2 separate regions of the Ovis aries genome follow, and region 2 is linked to region 1. A link is a contact called in public Hi-C data. All regions are on one chromosome and are shown on one strand. The core of a region is the stretch at or near the end of the contact, and the rest is flanking DNA. Distances in the headings are between cores, read along the strand shown.

Evidence for each region. Hi-C and Micro-C count contacts between places; a contact is called where the count stands out from the background.
Region 2: a Hi-C map of hypothalamus shows a contact between it and region 1, with 4 times the contacts expected there. The contact joins the enhancer-like site here to the promoter of EGLN3 in region 1. A contact is called at or near these places in 7 of 16 Hi-C or Micro-C datasets (blood, hypothalamus, liver and 2 more).

The regions. Positions count from the first base shown.
Region 1 is chr18:42,173,940-42,178,436 of ARS-UI_Ramb_v3.0, forward strand. EGLN3 (egl-9 family hypoxia inducible factor 3) reads right to left here and starts at 1,336. Exons shown (of 4, transcript XM_060401799.1): 1 at 744-1,336. The coding sequence starts at 1,100. It overlaps LOC132658123 (a long non-coding RNA gene), which reads left to right and starts at 3,527. Exons shown (of 2, transcript XR_009597245.1): 1 at 3,527-3,954.
Region 2 is chr18:42,290,265-42,295,181 of ARS-UI_Ramb_v3.0, forward strand. It overlaps a transcript of LOC105603181 not described here. Among named protein-coding and RNA genes, the nearest start is that of EGLN3, 120 kb to the left of the region's middle. Within about 2 kb of position 2,292, at least 44 of the 54 cell types and tissues checked have an H3K27ac peak or open chromatin away from gene starts, as enhancers often do. A contact at or near this core is called in hypothalamus, liver and muscle, where this site is marked.

The DNA of each region.
Region 1 (4,497 bases), core at 86-2,585:
GGATTATCATTTGTAGAAAACACTTGAGTAGCTGGACTATCCCAGCATAATGTACATGCACCAACATTACGGTACTCCACGTTCCCATAGTTCTGCCAATCTACCTGTTAACGTGTCCAAGAAAAATTACCACCTAAGGAGTGACTGCTGGGATGTGAACAAAAACATGGTTTCTTTCCAGAGGTACTTCACTACCCTCTCCTGATCACTCAACTGGTTGGTTGAGTGGATTTCCCCAGTAACTGACAGGAAGGGTAAGTGGTGGCTGGGGCTCAGCACCAGGAGAGAATTTTCACATCAACTGGATGATCAAACAATGCCAACAAGCCAAGGGCAGCACTCAAAAGTGAGGATGAGCCTTTCTCTTTCACAGATCAAATTCTCCTCACACCTGCCAGACTCCACAAACCAAATGCCACACTGTGAAATCACACTGTCTCTAGAATTCTCTAAACGTGCTTTTGTTGTAATCCCCTCTGAATACAATGAAGGTCTGAAGGGCACTATTAAGTGACTTTAAAGCAGGCATTTAAGATCATGAGTTCGAGTGTGTCTCAAATCATACATAAGGTTTCTAATAACCCATGGAAACGTGAGGGGCGGGGGTTGGGGGCAGGCGGACTTCTTGCTTGTTTAAAAACTAAGTTCGATTGCAGCCCTGCCAAGGCGACACACAACGGACTCCGAACGTCCCCGGTCTCCTCGGGCTTGCAGCAGCGGCTGGGCGCCCGCGCGCGTCCTACCTTGGACCTTTCCTTGACGTAGTATTTGCCCAGCCGGCTCCCGCAGTACAAGACCAGCCTATCGATGAGGGACAGGAGGTAACTGATGGCCTCACAGCCTTCCTCGTTGCCCCCGATCCACGTGATCTGATCACCCCGCAGGTGCCGCTTGGAGACGCCGGCGCGGGGCCCGGCCAGCTGGCCGTCCCGCAGGGCCCCGTTGCAGTGCAGCTGCTTCACGCGCTCCAGGACGCAGTCGCCCACCACCTCGCCCAGGAAGTTATCCAGGTAGCAGAAGCCGACCTCGTGCAGACAGGGCACGATGTACTCCAGGGCGATTTTCTCTAGATCCAGCCTCATGATATGTCCTAAGGGCATCCCGCCCGCAAAGCCGAGCTTGGGGACCCCCAGCGTGCAGAGAGCGACCTGCGTGTGCGCTCAGCCGAGACGCGGGGAGCGTGGCCCGGAGTTCAGCTACCTGCGGCGGCCACGGTCCCCAAGCCACCGCGGCGCCAGGGAGAGGGGAAAGTTGCCCGCAACTCTGGGGAGGAGGGATCCCGTTTAGAGACCAGCGGAAGTTGTGCGGAGCTCCGCGACTCAGCACCAGACTGGCCCAGTGAAGCGTCGGAGGGCCCCTTTTAGAAATGTAGAGCCACCGCTGGTGCGGCGGCGGCGGCCCCAGGCGGGGAGAAGCTGAGGTCCAGCCCCTGAGCCGGCCGACTCCAAGCGTCACGGGCCCCGCCCAGGCTCCGCCCCGGGACCGCCCCCGGGACAGCCCTTCTCCCCAGTCCATCTCCCGGCCGGGTTTACCCCTCGCTCTAGGAGCCAGGCAAGCCCGGCGCCAGCCTCGCTTGTTTGTGACCAGGAGGGGAGCTGGAGAACAGACGGCAGTTTAAGAATGCTATCGATTTGCCCAGTTTTGCTTAAAATCCCATAACAAACTTGAAAACCTGGATCCCAACTCTGAACATGTAAATGGGATTAACAGCAGTTTGCTGCCACATTCTAGACCGGTCACTTCCTAGACTTTTGAATAAAATAATAAACCCAGAAACAAATATTTTAGCAATGATCTCGTTCTAGCTTCTTGGTACTTTATTCTCCTTTCCTCAGCTGTTTGACCCAGGCTGGGAGGTTCAAGACTTTGAGAGACTGGGAGGAATCCAATTTTAATTAAAATTAACAAGCATCTCCCAGACTGCTACTATGTTCAAGGCCCCGGTGCTCAATGAAGGGAGGGTGTGAACAATGAAGAAATACTGGGTCATATTTTATACTGAAAATATTGTATTTTGCTTTGCTGAATGTTTTGATCAATGTATCTTTCAAGCTTCTTACTAAAATATGATGTTCTGAAAGTCTGCCTTCAAAATTCACCACATGCTCATTCATGTAACAGCCAACATAGGTATGTCCTTTAAGACTTTTTAGTTATCCAAAGGTAAGCTGATTACTTCAGAGAAGGCAATGGCACCCCACTCCAGTACTCTTGCCTGGAAAATCCCATGGACAGAGGAGCCTGGCAGGCTGCAGTCCATGAGATCGCTAAGAGTCAGACTCGACTGAGCGACTTCACTTTCACTTTTCACTTTCATGCATTGGAGAAGGAAATGGCAACCCACTCCAGTGTTCTTGCCTGGAGAATCCCAGGGACAGAGAAGCCTGGTGGGAGGCCATCTATGGGGTGAAGCGACTTAGCAGAAGCAGCAGCAGCAGCAAGCTGATTAATTAATGGATTTTTAAAATTCTCTTTCCTACTGAACATCAGAGAACAGACTCAAGAGAAAAAGATTCATAAATTGCATGCAAAGCCATTTCTATATTTTAAATTTTACATCACTTTGCACTTGGGTTCTTCATTGAAATTGAACAAAAGAATGTACAGTTCTCACATTAAGTTGCAAGTTACAATAAATTTGTTGTTGTTTAGTTACTAAGTCACATCCAACTCTGCAACCCCGTGGACTGTAGCCCGCCAGGCTCCTCTGTCCATGGGATTTCCCAGGCAAGAACACTGGAGTGAATTGCCATTTCCTTCTCCAGGGTATCTTCCCAATCTAGAAATCGAGCAACACCCCACCCTCCCTTACCACTGAGCCACCAGGGAAGTCCTACCATACCTGTAAAACCTGTACATTCTTCTTCTCTCTCTCTTTTTTTCCTTTCCACAAATGTTAACTGCATTTTTATCTTTTATTCAGTTTATTTAAACTGAAAAAGAAAAAACAGTTCACTCATAAAAATAAAAGTACAATGAACATTTGTGAAAAGAAAAAAAGATTGTACAGGTATTACAGGTATTGTTTATTTTATATACAATCTCATATAGATTTTACACTTTTATTCTCCTGCCCACAGCCCTCTCTTTTCTTCTTCTGAGAGGAGAAATGGAGCGAAGTGTGGGTCAGGAACAAAGAGCAGATTGGGAAAGGGATGCTGCTGCTACTGATGGAAAGGAATAGACAGAAATACGTGGTCAGGTAAGAACTGAAGAATGCTCAAGAGGAGCGGTCAGTGAGAACCCCAGTGAAACTCCTACTTATATAGGGAAGAGGATCTTTGCCAGGGCAGCACTAAGCTGGCACTGTTGGTATGACCTTCCAGCAGGAGGTGCACCAACTGAGGTAATAGCTTGATTGGCCAGCCTCAAGGAGCTGCTGTCTAAATTCCCACAGCAGCTCCTGGATGACAAGAGCCCATCATTCTTGGACCTCCAGCACCTAGCACATAGTAGGGGCCTAACAAGTAGGTATTGGGAAACTGGTGTCTCACCCTGAGCCATGGCAACCTCCACGTGGGCTTTGGGCAAGTCTGGGCTGGTTGGAAACTGGCCCTATTTGCATGATAAACAGAGATGCCTCCCCAGAGAGAAATCACTAGGAGAGTATCAGGCAGAGCAGCCTGGCCCAGAGCAAAACCCCAGGGGCCAGTGAAGGAAGGGGCAGTTAGGCATTCTGCAGGATACTCGTCTCCTGGCTTCGCCTCTCTATCCAGCCATTGAGGACGGTCAGTTCTGGGAGCAGGAGACCTAAAGAGAAACCTGGGACTGCTCATTTGCAGCAGGGACTAACATGAAGATGCAATACCAAGAGAGGAAGGCCCTTTCCTCCAGTGTGCTTAAGCCCTGCCTAACCAGGATACCTGGGGCCCTCCAGTGAGCTCCTTCAGGGGCATTATGGATAACAAGTGATCAAGAGAAGAGTAGTCTGAGGCTGCCTGAACATGGGCCCTGGTAAGCAGTGGCTGGAGGTTTTTTGCAGCTTTGGGGATTGTTGTAGCCTCAGAAGTAGGTATATTTGAATTTGAAGCATGGTGTGGGGGATGGGGAGGGGAATAACAGATTGGGTAGCTGGCTGAAAATTTGCTACCTGAAATTTCTTTGAAGATATACCTGACACTTCTAGGAATAATTTGGGAATTTACAGAGGACCAGAAATCTGCAGGAGAAAGTAGAGGACATGGTGGTCAGTGAAATACAGAAAAATACATCCGTACCTCCCAGAATCAACTTGTTAACCTGGGGCTTTAAATCCCGGCACTGGTTAAGTTCAGCTCACTATTCAAATTGTATATCTGTAATTTTAGAATGAATTTGTAACTAGTCCAGCTGTAACCAAAACAGCCCATGAGCAAGTTCTAGTGACTAAAATCTTTAAGTTGTTCTAGATCACTTTGGTTGCAAAGCATAGGCAGTTTAGAAAGGTATTCAATCCCTTGCCCCCATTCCTACTTGGCAAGGGCACCTATCAATCAATCAAAGGCCTCCTAATCAACT
Region 2 (4,917 bases), core at 1,042-3,541, 120 kb after region 1:
AATATTTATACACAAAGATATTCACTGAAGTATTGCTTGGCAAAAAAAAAAAAAAGAAGAAAAAATGGAAACAACCTAAACTTCCAACAATAGGGAAACTGTTGAAAAAAAATTCATAAAATCATAAAATTGACTACAAAAGGCTTAATAACATGGGAAAACATGCTACAACTTTAAACAAGGCAAACAATATAACATAGACTGTGGTCTCAATCATATTAAATAAATTTTTAAATACCTAGACAAAAATATACCTGAAATGCTAACATTACTGGTATATGAATGTTGGATTATAAAAAGATTTTTCTCTTTATATTTTCATTTGCTTTTATGAAAGCATGTGTTAATTTTATACTCTAGAGTTTGGCAAGCCCCCTGGCCCCTTTCAAAAAAAAAAAATGAAAAGAAATCATAACAAACCCCCACCACCACCACCACCACCGAAAAAACAGGCAAAACTGAAAAGTTCTTCACAAATGGCTTAGCTGTGTGTTTGTAGTGTAACCTAGGACTTGGTATCTAAAGACAGAATTTCCATGAGAATGAATCTCAATTTTGCTCCTACTGTATGCTCTCCATGGTTTACCCCAAGAGGAGCAAACAAGACCGATACACACTTTGGGAGGTAGACAGTGTCTCTCACTCTCCAACTCTGGTATTGTATGACCAAGGAAAAATACCCATGTCTCATTTCTGTGGACCATGGTAGTTAAGGAGACCCCTCCACATACATTCTCATCTTGAGCCTCACAGCAACGCAAAGACATGAAAATAAACTCAGAGGTGTCAGCGGCCCTGTGCCGAGTCTCTCAATGGTGTAACCAGGGCGTCATGACCCAGATGCAGGCCTAGGGGCTCCAGGCCCTGCCACATCCGTGGCAGACCTCCAAGGACTCACTTGGTGGAGTTGAGAACTGGCCAGTTACTCCACAAACACTGGTTTTACTGTAAGCTCAGCTGTTTCTACTTAAATCTATCAAAAGACACCAGAGCTGTAGATAGTGAGATTTCACACCTACTAATACAAACTCTCCATCCTCCCCCACCCCTCCTTTTCCTACTTTCATTCGTCTTTCCATTGAACACAGAATAGAAGATGTCGCAAAAACAGGCTGCGCCAACACAAACACTTATTATCCAAAGCTAAGTACTTCTATATATAAAACTTACAGTAAATCGTTCTCCTGTCAACAGATAAAATACCTAAACACAAGCTCTGATTTCCTCATCTGTCAACAGGATTGACATGTGCTTGCCCTTCCTATCATTTCCATGTCACAGGGTTGTTTAGGGATCAACTGAGATGAAAACGTGCAAGAGAGCACGTGGACTAAGAGATGGCTCTTTCCTTAAGTAAAATGCAAACCCAGAGGCCTGGGCCCCGTGGAGTCCCCCAGGAGCAAGGAACGGCTAGCCCAAAGCGTCCCTGAGCCAGGGCAGACTAACGTGACCCTGGTTGCCCCTTCCTAGCAGAAATCCCCGGGTGCTATCGCCGGGGATCAAAGATCACAGCCCCGGAGCAGCCATCAAGTCATAAAGATGCTCAAACTCCGCAGCAAGCGGGCCAGCGGGGGATGAAGTCCTCCGCAGGCAGGCGGCGGCCGGGACTGTCAGGGCGCACGGCGCCTGCGCGCGCAGCTGCCCCCGAATAAATAAATAACCACGCGGGCGGGCGGCGGCCCCAGCTTGGCGCCCTGCCGGGCCCCGGCCGGCTCGCAGCTCACGTAGCGAGAGCGTGAGTCAGCGCGTTCGACCGCAGCCCAAACCCGGGTGGGTGCCCTCGACAGCGCCGGCCGCCTGCACGTACCGCCGCGGCGCTCCTGGCTGAGGGCTCCCCTTGTGGCCCGGCGGGAGGGGCGCCTGCGCTTGAAAGCCACGTGGGGTGAGCTCGCCTTTCCCCTACCGGATCCTCCGTGGGAACTCGACCTTGCCCTCGTCCCTGTGTGCCTTCCCACTTGGAGCCGCAGTTTGGCCCGACATGGTGACTCCCCCCTCCCACCCACTCCGAGAGGTCGCGAGGTAGATGGAGAAGGGGGCTTGGCTCCAGCTGCAGGGGTCGAGTCCAGGGCAGACTGGGGAGACTGAAGCCAATAAATTAAGGGAGGGAAGTCCCTTATCAATTTAATCTCACACGCAGCCGGGACTTCACTCGAGTTGGCCTGCATTTCCTCAGATCTGCACCTGTTTAGTTGCTACAACCGACTTTATAAGAGGAAGTTGCCTACGTGCCTGCCGGCTGAAGGACGGAATTAGAAGTAGTGTCCCCTGAACGTATGAGCAGAGCAGAGCCTCCTGTTCCGCTGTGGACCTACACAGTTGCAGGAATGGGTCTCCTGAGGCTCAGCAAAAATTTCAAGTCCTCCTTTGCCCTTTGATACAACAACCTTTCCCGCATTGGGGCGAGTTTAAAAAGCTTTCCTCTTCGTGCATCTGAGATGTGTCACTTTTCAAAGCGTGTGCGAGGGGGTAGGCTTGTTATGGGCAAGGAGACAGGAGAAGGATGCTTGTGAAGAGAGAGAGAGATGAGGAAAGGAAGAGGAAAAGTTAATTAGGAAAGGAGCGCTGAACAATGAGTAAAGTGATTCACGGAACATTACTGTGCCCCTAACGAAGGTCCGCTCAAAATCCCATGGACGGAGGAGCCTGGTAGGCTGCAGTCCATGGGGTCGCTGAGGGTTGGACACTACTGAGCGACTTCCCTTTCACTTTTCACTTTCATGCATTGGAGAAGGAAAAGGCAACCCACTCCAGTGTTCTTGCCTGGAGAATCCCAGGGACGGGAGAGCCTGGTGGGCTGCCATGTATGGGGTCGCACAGAGTCGGACACGACTGAAGCGACTTAGCAGCAGCAGCAGCAATGAAGGTCCGCACATCTGGGCACTGGCGATACTTATTTTGTAAGTAGCTCTCATGGCCTCTGCGGTCAAGGGTTCACAGTTGAGAGAGGGACACCCACGAAGCAGAGAGTTAAACATAAGGGAGACTTTAATGCAGTGTTCAGCACCGAGGCTCAGGATTCAAGCTGTTCAAGTCACCATGCCAGTTTTGCAGCTTACATGTGACCTTAACTAACCCGCTGACTGTCCCCAACTCCCCTCATTTTCCTCGTTTGAAAAATAAGAATGGTAAAAACACTACATTTTAGGACTTTTCAGAGAAATAAATACATGAATACAAGCAAAGTCCTTGAACAATGCCCTATATTCACTTGGCACTCAATAAATATTGTCAACAGAATGAATAAAGGAGACCCTGGCACAGCCAAGTTCAGCAAGGCAGGCTGTGTTCTGTACAGCTCTGGGAAGTCACATACACAGAGATGTAAATGGAACTTTCCAGAGCTGTGCAGCGTGGTATTCCTGAGGACAAGTATGTCTATTTTAAAATCATTCATAATAAAACACTGAAAATTCAAGTGCATTTATTCATAAATAAAATGTGGCCTATTCATAAAATAGAGTACTATTAAAGCCATGAAAAGGAATAAATTACACCTATGTGTATCAAAATGAATGTATTCAAAATATACTCAATGAAGAACAGTAAGTTGCAAAATGATACAGACTATGCCATTTATAGAGAGAAAACATACATGCAAAAAATTCTTTATATTTTATATATGTGTGTTTTTAATGCTGTGAGAATACACACAAACTTAAAAGTATCTCTAGATGGAGGAAGAGGAATTAGGATTTGAAATAATGGTCATTAGGAATTTAGCTTATTCCAGATTCTAATTGTTTCAAAGAACAATGCAGTTACCTATCCTGTAGTTTTGCGTATTTTTAAGGTATGGATATGTAAAATAAAACCAGAAGCAAATATGTCAACACTGGCTAATTTGGGGTTGTAGAAATGTGAGTGATTATTCGTTTTTCATTTGTACTTTTCTGCATATTCAAATTAAAAATAATTGCAACCTTACAGTGGAAATGTTATGTAAGGGGTGGGCCTGAAAGCTAGGTTAGCTTACCCAGAACCTTTGGTAACAACAGAGGACAGAGCTGGCTTCCCGAGCCCCCTCTGTTCTAACTGCACCCTATGGTAGAAGTGGGTGCCTCTGGCAAACCAGGGCTACCAGCAGTCTGGGCCAGGACTTCCCTGAGTATGGTGATGCTGGGGCCTACGCTTGGCAAATTCCTCTTTCAATCTTTAACATCCCTAAAATATGGCATGCCAGTGCCTGCTGGGGAAACACCATATGACAGCGGAATCCCGGAGAGAGGGTACCAGGCTCCACAAGCTGCCATCTATGATACTGAACATTTCAGTAAGCTATTGAATGTCACACAACAAGTGAATAGTACAGATGGCCATGGAAAGCATATCCAGCTCCCATCACTGAGGTCCTGCTCTCCCCAGCCTCTGCTGAGATCCCTTCTATGGATGTTGCCCTCTTTGGTAGCAGCTCAATGCAGTGGTGAAGATTCCAGGCTTTGCAATCACTCAGAGCTAGGCTCAAGTTGCCAAGGACTATGATTTGGGACAAGTTACTCAACTTCCCTGAGCCTCTGTTTCCCCTTTTATCAAGTGGGGATAACTGCCTGCTGGGAAGACAGGACAGGAGCCCTGGGTCAAGGTAGCTAAGTGTGGAAGAAAGTCTTCCACTCTTCCACTTCCATCAGGAAGAAAAGTCTTTTGATAACTGAGCCTGTTTGAAAGAGGAGATTATTTCTTATCCTGTGGCTCTCCTTTACCCTAATAAAGGGTTAAATAGCTGTGTAGAAAGGATGAAAGCCCTTGCCTTCACGTGACACTGAACTTGATATTGACATTCTGAGAGAGTTTTGGGCCTAGGAACAGTTGTTTAAAGAATGCCATCCCTCCACCCCTTAAAGAAGCAATTGTGTTTTTGTTTCTTGATAGCCAGAATGAGCCACTGAATGCCCTCATGTCCAAACAGGATGCTGTCACATG